Regions from separate parts of the Mus musculus genome. Here region 1 is linked to region 2. The links are chromatin contacts, called in public promoter capture Hi-C maps. All regions are on one chromosome and are shown on one strand. The core of a region is the stretch at or near the end of the contact, and the rest is flanking DNA. Distances in the headings are between cores, read along the strand shown.

Region 1 (5,752 bases), core at 1,746-4,245, 230 kb before region 2:
TTTTCCCACACAGGACTCATCAGTTGCCTCATTCATCTGTTAAACACGGACCGTGGCGTCCCCGTCTGCACGGGCTCCTGAACCACCGACAAGAACAGTAGATAGGAACTCAGCCTTAGCCACCTGCCATCCCTGTGCACTGGACTGTTCTCTGAGCTTCAGTTTTCTCATCTGGAACCAGTCAGGAGAACGCCCACCTTGGGCTTTAAGAGGAAGTGTTTGATAGGATAATATACCAAAGATGAAGCCCGAACCATCGAACCATCCCCTGACCGAACCATCTCACTCCGACTTAGAAGAGGATGAGTAACCCCCCCCCCCCTCTGCCATCTTAGTCCCAGGCCAGAGGCTCCCGGAGTGGTTATGACCTTGGGCAGTGCCCTTACCTGTGCTTCCTGGATGAGCTGGGATGCAGGAGAGTCAGACACCAAGCAGAGTAGATAGCACAGCAGAGATGCTTAACTTCCTAGAGAAGGAGAGAGGGTTTGGAGTTAGTTGAGAGTACAGCCAGGGGTTGGGCTTCCTAAGTGAACATGACATCCAGTGTCCTCAGTCACTGTGATCTCCATCCAAGGCTGCCACTGCTTTTTATCAGTTCCAGCAAAGGGCTGGGTAGGATGGGCCTCTGTCTGGCATCAGATCAAACTCCTGGCTCCTTCTCCACTTAACCTGCTAGCTGTTGCCCATCTTGTTTACTGGCTCAGGAAATGCTTGGGTGGTACCACCAGGGTATCTGGTGTCAACAGATACATTCTGTTGTCAATCATGTCTGGTTTCTAGTCCTGGCTTTGGGGATATCTACTGCATCTCCCCGCATCTCTGCTTCCTCTTCTGTATAATGGGGCTTTAATGGTGCCTACCTCCTGTGTGCCAGCTGGATCCTGGCTGCAGAGGCACATAGATGAGAGCCCCTTAAATCCTAATTACATCCCTCACTTCAGTCCTGGTGGTGCCAATCTTGCTGCAAGATGCCAGCATTGGCTCATCTGTGTCTGTTCCCAGGCCTTTCCCAAGGTCTGGCAATGTCAGCATCTCGCCAGTGTTTGTTGACTGAGCCTGCTCCCATGGTCTGGTAGACCTGTCTTTACACACTGAGGATTAGAGAGGTCCAATTTAACGGAGAGCAGAGGTGGGGGGGCAGTTGACGTGATGGTCCAGTTCACATGGAGGTATGCATGGAGCTCGGATCCCAACCCATAGCCCATAAACTGTCTGTCCAGCTGCTGAACTCAGGGCCTGGTGGGCCTCTTCTTGGCCGAGCACCAGATGTAGGCTATTGAGGGGGGGGCTGCAACATCTTACCCAGTTCCTCCCAGTGCAACCTATCACTTCCTCCTGGACTCTCTCTGTCTTCTTTCCAGTAACAGTCCTACTTCAGGTACAATGGTCATTTAACAAAGTGGGGGCTGAGGTTCAGAGGACCACTGACCCCTCTCCCATAGCCTATGTGACTATGTTTAACCTTCAGCATACACAGCTTCGGCCCTTAGCCCCACTGTTGGAATAGGGGCTCCTTCAGGATGCTCTCCAGGACCCAGGACTGAGCAGGTTTTGACTTGTGGTAGTGAAAAGCGTCAATTCTCACACGGACTAGCTCCTTTCACAGACTAGCTATTCTAACTACACAGGGGAGGGTCTCAGTTTCAGCACTGTCTTAAACGGCTCACTATCTGACCAGTCCAGTGTCACAGCTTTCTTCTGCAGAGGATGACAAAGAGGCTCAATAAGGACTTGACCCACACAGTTCAAGCTCAGATCCCCACTGGTCTTAAACAGAAGTGAGATGTGAAGAGCTGCCAAGAAAGCAGCCAACTGAAATATACTGCAGGCTTGTCAAGGCTAGCCCTCCCCAGGAGTAGCAGGAACTTCCCTGAGAAAATGAGCTGGGGGTTGAAACCTAGAGAGACCAAGAGAACGGTTGAATGCAAAGGGCTCGCCAGACAGAGGGAACACTGCCTGCAAACTCATGCAGAGAGTGTGGTCCAGTAGGGGAATTCAGAAGCACGTGGCTGGCCTTGAGGCAGGGTCCTCAGGGCAGCCAGGGAGAGATGGGCCTCAGAGTCGTGTCTCTGGGGTAGTAGGGGATGGGATTTGAGTGCAGGGGAAGCTGGGAGCTTGGCATAGTCTTGCCGGGGGGTTGGGCAGAGAGAGGCATGGGACAGACATTTGGAGTATGGAGATGGGAGAAGCAGAAGCAGGCTCTCTGTGCTTGAGGGGGTGTGGGGTTGGGGAAGAAGGGACCCAGCCTCCTGGGCTGGGTGCAGTAGAGACTTGGGAGAGGTTGTAAATCACCCATCCTGGGAAGCTCTCTGATCGACCTCAAGAAAATCTCTGTGGCAGGCTCTGGTCCCAGCCCCAGCTCCTGTCCTAGCCTCAGCAGCTACTAGATCGTTCCCCAGTGTCAATCTCACTCTGTTGAACTTGGCAACGGCAGCTTATAAGGGCTCCCACCACCCCTGTCCCCACTGGTCACTCCATTTCTATCCTGCAACCTTGCTGAGTTTCCCATGACCCAGGGTATCTGCTCTTTCTGTTTCTTCTGCCCCTGGTGCTGCATGTTTGCCCTTAGAATATACAGAACCTGGCAAATAATTTTATGTGTTTGTTTTCTTTCTCCCCATTAGACCTGAGCTCTTTGAAGGCCAGGCCCTTGTCCTGGCCCAAGAAGGATAGCCTAGGAAGACACTTCTGGCTTTGTGTTTAAGCATTCCGGAAATAGGAGGATACATTTACTATACACTGTTACTGGCAGCATTGAAGTGACACTTATACATGGCCTGCCAAAGTCAAAATGACCCCAGGGACCTCACTAGCCTTTCTCCTCTTTATAGATTATGACGTTGAAGCTCAGAGAAGGATGGGGCAGGTCACATGGTCCAGCTAAGAGGTGGCAGGATGGGCTTCTCTGCTGTTGGCGAGGTGCCTGGCCCTGTACCCTGCTCTGAGTAGGCGTTCAGCATGGAGAACTGGCGCCTGGCTTCTCTAGCCATCTGCTGCTTGAACTGAAAGACCCTGCTTGCTTGCCTGGCTGTCACAGCTTCCCAACGAGTCAGCCACAGGAATTCTAATGGCTGGGTTTTTTTTTTTTTTTTCTGAACACAAAGACCTGCCTCTTGCAAATGGAAAAATGCATTTTCCTCTGCATTGGCAATTACCACACTGAAGTCTAAGCAACCGGTTTCATCTTGTAGGCACCTTACCAAGATTAATTTCTGCACACTACGAAGTGATGCTCATTGTGGACTGAGGGGGTCAGCGAGGGAAGTGCACACATTTGTGTCTTTTATCATAAGAGAACCTGGGGTTTGGAGGGACTCAGGACAAACCTCTCTAGCTGTTTTGATCTATTTTATGGAGGGTGTTTGCTCATTGCCTTAAACGCATTAATCTTCTCAAGGATTCGAGGTTTCTGATGTTTCCTGTTCCATTTGGTCTCTGACTCAGCAATGTACTATATAAATATTTACTGAGAAGATACTAGGAATTCTTATAGGCTCTGAGGATGTCACAGAGGAACAAAATATAACCTGCCATTGCCATCCTACAGACATGGAGGAGACAGATGGAAGAGTTCTGTTGGTAACTGGCTGTGTGGGGGTAAATTCCTTTCCCTCTCTGGGCCTTGGGGTTTCATTACTCTCCTCTAATAGACTCCCTCTTGAAACGTTCTGATAGCCCTCACTTATTATAGAACATGACAGCCATCTCCAGCCGGTGATTGTAGATCCTCAGAGCTGGGCTCCAGCTGGTATCACTTGGCACATGCATCTTGCTAGCCTGCTCTCTTTTACCCCCTTTTTATTTAGCACTAACCATACTTCTCTTTCTTTCTTTCTTTCTTTCTTTCTTTCTTTCTTTCTTTCTTTCTTTCTTTCTTTCTTTCTTTCTTTCTTTCTTTCTTTCTTTCCTTCCTTCCTTCCTTCCTTCCTTCCTTCCTTCTTTCTTTCTTTCTTTTTTTCTTTCTTTCTTTCTTTCTTTCTATTTATTTATTCTGCACATAAGGTGCATGTGATTGTGTTTGTGCATATACATCTGTGTGTGTGTGTGTGTGTGTGTGTGTGTGCAAGTGCCAGAGGTCAATGTCAGGTGACTTCCTCACTTGTTTTTCTACATTATCATTATTATTACTATTATTATTATTATCATTATTATTTTGAGACAAGGTCTCTCACTGATTTGGGAAGATCATCTGGCCAGAGAGCCCCAGGAAGCTTCCTATCTCTACTTCCCCAGCACTAGGATCCCATGTGCACACAACCACACCCAGCTTTTTAGGCGAGTGCTGGGACTCTGAGCTCAGGTGCTCACGCTTACACAGCAAGCACCTTGTGAAGGAACCATCCTCCAGCCCTCAGATTTACTCTCAGAGTGCCAGGGCTCCCTGAATGTCTCATTGTTTAATCCTTACTGAATCCCCTTGAAGAAGGGACTTGGATCATAAGAATGAGGAGGTGGAGGTCACAAAGATAGATGACTTCCCTGAATTCACCAAGTGTCTTTGCGGAGGGCTGGGATCTGTTGCTAGGTTGTCTAGATTCCTCTCTGCCACTGTTGCCTCTGCCTGTCTACCAGCTCTGCTCCTCTCCTTCCCCAAGAACAACCTGACACCCACTGCCTGTGTTGGGGTTGGTCTTGTACACTGTATAGTCACGTTGAGTGCTGTGCCCCAAGATCAGGTTGCAGTCTGGACATGGACATTGTATTGACCGTGTACTATAAAGAATGCTCCCCGGTCTCTGACTGGACAGTAAAAGGCTGGAGCTTGGGACTGAACAGGAGAGAGGGGAAGGTGGAACTTGAGATTGAGTGTGGGGGGTGGGGGGCGTCTCAGGTAGGGAACATGAGGAGAAGGAAAAATGTAGGGGAAGACGGAGGTCCTCAAGAGGCAGGATAGACCATAAGGACAGACCATGAGCAGGGACCATGAGCACATGGCCAAATGAAGCTCATATTGAGGACACACATGAAACAGAGCAAGTCTCACTTGGCAGGTAATGGGGCATTTATCTGGTTATTAATAGCCTAGCCATGTTACAATAGTCTCAGAACCTTCCCAGTTTAGGTTTGTAGCATGTGAATAAATTCGGATGTCTTTGTGTTGTTTACTTGGGAGCAAAACAGGAAAGAGTCGGGCAGAACCCCTCCCCCCATTAAATTACTTCAATATATTGCGCCAAATATGGGACACAGACTCTGAGCTCTAGAAAACTCCTGGCTAGGAAGGCAGTTTCTTATTCAAAAAGTGGGGAAAGACCAAGAAGCCTCAGTCTGCCTCTAGGAGGCCTCCCAGGGGCCCCGTTGAGCAAACCCTTCTGTGTTTCGCTTTGCTGGAGCAAATCCTTTGCTTCAGTGATACAGCCCATGCTGGCTCGACATGGAGGTCATGCTGCCCTTGTCTGTTTGACTGTGTGCTGAGCACCTTCAAGAAGGAAGGCGGTATTTCATCCTCCCTGCCTCCTCTGCTCCTAACTCAGCATTATGGGCCAACCACTCTCCACATGGCCAACAGAGACTATTTAAAAAGCAAAACCAGTTTTTATCTTTTTTTTTTTTTAGTGTAAACTGCATAAAATTCTACCTTGTGACCATGGCTCGGAAGGTTCTGCTCTGTCTAGCCCTGCTCTGCCCTTCCCTGACTTCATCTATGGTCGGTTCTCTGCACACTCACTCTATTCCAGACATGCTGTCCTCCTACCTGTTCCCAAACAGCCCAGGCTTACATTTAGCCCTTTGCTCTTTACACAGTGTGTGT
Region 2 (6,030 bases), core at 2,853-5,352:
CCTGCTCCCCTCCCCTTAGAGCCTGCCTGCTCCCCTCCCCTTAGAGCACGCCTGCTCTCTGGTCCATGACTATTTGCTCATTTACTTCCGAAGAATATTGCCTACTTCAGAGCTGCTCTATAATGTTATGCTATATGCTTCTGGCTTGCAGAAAACCACCACCTTACTAGGCAAAGAAAGTAAATTTCCCACAATCCAGCCTCTCTGTCATAATTGACACTGTCTTCAGATATTCCTTTCCTGAGAACATCTACAAGCATATAAAAATTTGATGTGCTATCTTTTAAATCTTATTATTTAATTATTTTATAATTCCAAACATGAATATAATGTGTTCTCATTGTATCTATCCCTCTCCAAACTGTCCTGTGTCCCCTCTACGTCCCCCTCTCAAATTTATGACCTGTTCTTCTAATATGTCATATATATATTATGTATGTGTTACATATTCATATATGTGTATATACACACATATACATAGCTCAAGTCCAAGTATGTACATATGTGTGATATGAACCACTTTGGCATGGGCAGCCTATCACATGATTCACTCTGAAGAAACCTCCTTCTCTCAACAGCTGACAAGTCCTTCCCTCATCTGGAATGTTGACTGACATGGTCTCATTCAGGCAGCCCATATTGTTGAGAGTAAGTGGATGCAATTTGCCCACTACATCCAGAGGACACCATTTCCCTGCAGGCTTATTCCACCTCAGCCCAGCACTTCCCACCCCTACTGGCTCTTGCAATCTTTCCACCCCTTTCTTGGATATCTACTTTGTTTCATAAAAATCCCCCAGAGGTGTCAGCTCTCCACTGTGGACTCACAATAACCCTTTTAGTCCTGCCTTGTGTTAGCTCTCTATGTTACACATAACACCACAGCCTGTCTGGGGCTCTCTTCTGTCATATCTGGTGATTCTCTTGGATGAATTCTCTGGTGATGGCGAGTCAAAGGATCCAATCACTAGAGAGGACTCATGTCATTTTCTTATACTTTTTTATTTCTGTTTCTAACATTAGTTCTAACCATAGTTTTGTTTAGCATTCATGAATTCTAGGGACCACTAAGGCATAAGATGAAAATGCTAGGTCACCCTACCCTTTGTCCGTAATAATGCATCACTGATCACTGGGTCAAAATTGACCACGTCAGTCAGGCACCCATGCCTGAAGCGGCGCAGCCAGCAGTGAATCTAGCTATTGATAAAACAGGCTAGGACAGCAGATCCAGATAAAAGTAGGTGGGGAGCCAACAGGAAACCACTTTTCTCCCAGCTGTGAAGTGTCAACAGCTCCATGTCAGAGTGACACCACTTAGGAGAGACCTGGCTTTGCAGAATCACAGATGCTCAGAAACTTTGCATTTTGAAACATAAGAGTGAATCAACCCACCCTCCTCTGCTCCCCAGCACCAGAGTCACCGAGTTCTCAGCCCAGGCATCACATTAGGGAAATTCTGGACTCAGCATCCTAAGTCCATCTCAACACCGTAGTTTCCAAGGAAACAGGGACGAGGGTCTGCTTCTTTCCCCAGTCATGGTTTGTGCTCATCATAATGCTGCAGAAATAAGTTACACTGTCCTCTACAGTGCTAAGATAACCCTTCCTTCTCTGCTTGGCTAGAGCCCATACAACTCCCCTGGTCGTGATCTTCCTTACTACAATGAGCCTGGAAGTACTCCTCCACTGGACAGCAGCTCCATCCCTGCTGGCTGTTGCCTGATAAGGTTATAATACACAACAGACCCAAAGTATAAATTAAAATAAACAGTTGTGCATGTTAAATCCAGGGACAGAGACATATCGCAATTCACCTTATTTGAGGGGTGCAAGTCCTCACAGTGGATATCTGAAACCACAGATGGTATGGACCCCTATATTTTTCTATATATTTAATACTCAGAATAAGGTTAATCGATAAACTAGGCACAGCAAGAAGTTAACACTACTTACAGTGGAACAATACATATGACAATATAAGCTGTGGGAATGTGTTCTCTCTCAAAATATCTTACTGTTTTTGAAATTTCCCATTCAATGTTTTTGGATTATGATTGATCATTGGTAGCTAACAGGTAAATGGGTCTCATAGACAACAAAAGGCTGGGTCATTGTGTGGAAACATGGATTATTTAGATAGCCCACCAATAGTAAATAAAAACTCCAGTTTATATGTAGGGATGCTTTCAGATTCACTCACAGAGGGTAGCCAAGACATCTAAGCACCCTCCATAATGGAGAGGAACCCAAAGGTTGTCTGCACCTCCAGCTGGTCTGACTACCTTCAGTGCCTATGTTTGGAGATGAAGGTTATTAAGGAATCTCTACTGATTAGGCAAGTAGTCGTCGTCGTCGTCGTCGTCGCCGTCGTAGTAGATAACTACAGTAAGAGATACAGCTAAAGATGGAAGGGATGGTTCAGTAGCCCAGAGAAGCTCAAAAGCAAAGGCACATCACATCAAAGGCTCAGTTTGTTCCTACAACAGCACTGGCAAAGACAGAAGCTCTAAACCACAGGATACATGGGGGTGAAGGAGAGCTTTTAAAAACACACACGGGGCTGGTGAGATGGCTCAGTGGGTAAGAGCACCCGACTACTCTTCCAAAGGTCCTAAGTTCAAATCCCAGCAACCACATGGTGGCTCACAACCACCCATAATGAGATCTGATGCCCTCTTCTGGTGCGTCTGAAGACAGCTACAGTGTACTTACATATAATCAATTAATCAATCTTAAAAAAAAAAAGAAACAACACACACAGGCCTTTTAGAGATTCTCACACACTAGGCCTGGCTGAGGCTGCCTGGACATGTGACTCCACAGGTGGTCTAGCAAACCTTCAGCTCAATGGGTGGGCACTGGACCATGCTCTAAATATGGCTACATGGCCAATGTTCCCTTCCTGCCCACCCTGTGATGTTCTCAGGCTGGGGTAAACTCTTCCCCAGGGGACAGTTTTTCTCAAGAGCATTCTCTCTCTTTTATGTTTAATAGAGGCAACAAGGCAATATTTTAAATGTAGCTTTCACAGAATTCCAGGGTTTTTTTTTTTTTGTTGTTGTTGTTTTGTTTTGTTTTTTGGGTTTTTTGTTTGTTTGGTTGGTTTTGTTTGTTTGTTTGTTTGTTTTTGTTTTTCGAGGCAGGGCTTCTTTGTGTAGCCCCATCTGTCCTGGAACTCACTCTGTAGACCAGACTGGCCTTGAACTCAGAAATTCGCCTGCCTCTGCCTCCCAAGTGCTGGGATTAAAGGCGTGTACCAGTTCTTAACAACAAACTTTGTCCAATGTGTTAAGTACAAGCACCATTTTGGCTAAATTGTAGCCAACACCATGTCATTAGTGGATACTTTGTGGTAGTATTGCATAAGAACTATACAGGACATTACAACTGAATTATCCAACAAGCTTATCATACAGACAGGAAACCTGAGACCCAAGGGAAGGAAATGCTCTGTCAGGTGACATGGCTGAAGGGGAGAGGGGACCCCAGCACATCACTTTTTCTCTCTAGTCTCTTTAGCTTTTTTTTTTCCCTTTAAGGATAAAATCAGTTACTATCTATAGAGTACTGGATGGAGTCTCTGAGGTTCCCTTTTCCCTTTAAATAAGAAAGAAAACTTCTTAGAAAGAAACTTCTAGTACCGTGGACATCATACTTCACAGAGCATAGCCCAACAGAGCCACAGGAACACTGCAGACAGAGGCCTTGTAAAATTTCCCTTCTACGGGACAAAGATGGGTCAGGAAATGAACATTTTCCTATTAAACCCAGAGGTACCCTGGATGCTTGAGAGCATGTGCTCTCTCCTCAGGCCAGTGCTGAAATAAGCCAGCTCAGTTTCCACAACAGCTGTGCCCTTTCTACACATTACAGACTTCTTACAGATGAGGAAAGATTTTCAGAGGCTATTCCCAACCTACGGAGGAAGAAAGCAAGGCGGCTTTCTCTGCACAGAGACCTTCACACTCCAGGCGAAACTGTCAGATCTCAGAAGCCGCAAAGCCCCACAGAAACTCTTGTCCAAGTACACAGTATGGTGCCCAGGAGCTGAGGAAACGCTGCATTCATAGTTCTGAGGCTTGGCTCAGGGGTTTTGGCTCCAGATCCTGTGATTATCTGAGTAGGTCCAGAGTCACAAGCTGGAGCTGAAGTGAGGCTGGGTGGACAGCTGAGCAGAGCAGGGGCTTCCAGTGGCTGGAAATGCAAAGTGACTCTTCCCAGGGGGAAGTCTGCCCCAGTCTGACTTCTGACCTCCAGCACACTAAGAGAGTAAATAAACTTGTTTTAGGTACTAAATGTGTGGTTTGTTAGTGTGGCAAAGGGAACAAACAGGGCTCCATTCCCTCACTGTGAGTCCAAGTGGCTTTCTACCGGCACAAACTGGATGCAGTAACCTGTGCTCCCCACGCCCAGAAAAAGAAAGGCCACCAGATTCATCAGTAACGCTGCATCAGCATCTTGCCTGACACGGCTGATAGAGGGCCAGGTACAATGTAACTATTTACTATGATCTACTAGCCAAACCCTTTTTAAAGTATCAATTTCCATCGGCAAGCAGTGCTTTCACTTTCTCCACTTCTATTTTCTTCAGGAACCGATTAGTTTTATTTAAAACAAAACAAAACAAAAACCCCAAACAAAACAAAAAACAAAAAGAAAACCGAAAAACCTACCTCCTCCCAGCCCCACCCCGACTCTGACTCCCAAGTTCACTTGGGTCAGCCATGGGCAGGAACAGGGTTGTTTTTGTACTTGGTACTCAGGCGCCCTGTGTATGTCAGGTGGAGGAAGCATGGCCAGCTTCACTTTGGGTCAAGAGTGGGCCAAGGAAGGGGCTGTTGCGTGGGACTGTGGGCATACCACCTTCCTCCTGCCCATTTGGTCAGTTTGTTTCAGGTCCTACTGCAGCTGGGATGGTGGTGGCACAGGGTACTGGGGTTAGCGGCCCGAGTGGCATACAGAGATGGGGTGCCCTCTTCGCACAGACTGATCATCCTGACTGGGAATACCACACACACAACTTTTGAGAAGTGAGGTTGTGGTGGTGGCTAGGTGAAGTAACGGGATGGATTGGTTAGCATGCAGAGAGCAGGCGTCCAATGGCTATAGTTAAAGGCTTGTTTGTCCTGAAGGTTGAGACTGGGCAGAGTTCAAACTACTCTTTAGAGGAGTATTCTTGAGACAGGAAACAAGAGATTTGTGGTAATCAGTGATGTGGGTTCTCTAACAGAGGAGTTAGCTGAGAGAGGCTGCTGCCTGCCTGCAGAAAGGCCTTCTATTGCTCAGTCTCACACCAATACTGGGGACTGGGGACGGTGTGGATGCTCACTTAGCCACAGAGAGTTCAAGGAGATACACACTTTCCAAACGGCAGAAGGAGGCACGGGTAAGGAAAAATGCCATACATAGCTCAAAAGAACACATTGCAGACAATAGCAAAGAATGTTCAGCTTTGGTACACTGGAGGCAAATGAAAGGTACCCTGGAGAGACAGGAGACAAGGGGCTTCCAGTACGTTCTCGTCACATCTATCCGAGGCTACGACAGACTGTTAAAATGCATCCCTCTAGACAACCAGCAAAGATGCAGGAGCATCAGGGCCACACCCCATGCCGGTGGCACTCCATAGAGCAGCCAGGAGGCATCCACAGCACAGCACTGCCAGCTGGTGGTGAACGGTACTGGGGGGTTCACGTAGCACACTGGCAGATTTCTCATGTTCCACAGTCTGAAGGGAATTAGTGCCACAACCACGCTAGCCCGCCCGCAGCAGACGCACCAGAAGAAAGATTTGGGGCAAGAGGTCTCCCCTTGCATTTCAAAAACTGAACTGTAACTCCTAGAGTTTTGGCTGGCTTGGGGTTAGTTTTGAATGGAGTCTGTCCCACGGATGCCTGACTGCACTGGTCAGTTAAAGTATTAATTCCTATTAAAGGATCTTTTATATGAGTGATTTTAGTCCTTACATTTAGCACCTAGCCTTTTAGAAACACCCGCTTTTATAAGAAACCAACCAACCAACCAACC

Evidence for each region. Promoter capture Hi-C pulls out the DNA fragments that hold promoters and counts their contacts.
Region 1: a promoter capture Hi-C map of embryonic stem cells shows a contact between it and region 2, with 6 times the contacts expected there. The contact joins two enhancer-like sites. A contact is called at or near these places in 7 of 39 promoter capture datasets (the 3T3-L1 cell line, the C10 cell line, embryonic stem cells and 2 more) and 1 of 115 datasets of contacts at active chromatin or transcription factors (the 230-238 cell line).

What each region holds. Positions count from the first base shown.
Region 1 is chr13:54,306,739-54,312,490 of GRCm38.p6, reverse strand. The region is part of intron 2 of LOC115488208 (a long non-coding RNA gene); the gene reads left to right. It also overlaps a transcript of Cplx2 not described here. Among named protein-coding and RNA genes, the nearest start is that of Gm52068, 25 kb to the left of the region's middle. Within about 2 kb of position 2,995, at least 58 of the 459 cell types and tissues checked have an H3K27ac peak or open chromatin away from gene starts, as enhancers often do.
Region 2 is chr13:54,078,378-54,084,407 of GRCm38.p6, reverse strand. All of the region lies in intron 1 of Sfxn1 (sideroflexin 1), which reads right to left. Among named protein-coding and RNA genes, the nearest start is that of Gm52069, 8.8 kb to the left of the region's middle. Within about 2 kb of position 4,102, at least 52 of the 459 cell types and tissues checked have an H3K27ac peak or open chromatin away from gene starts, as enhancers often do.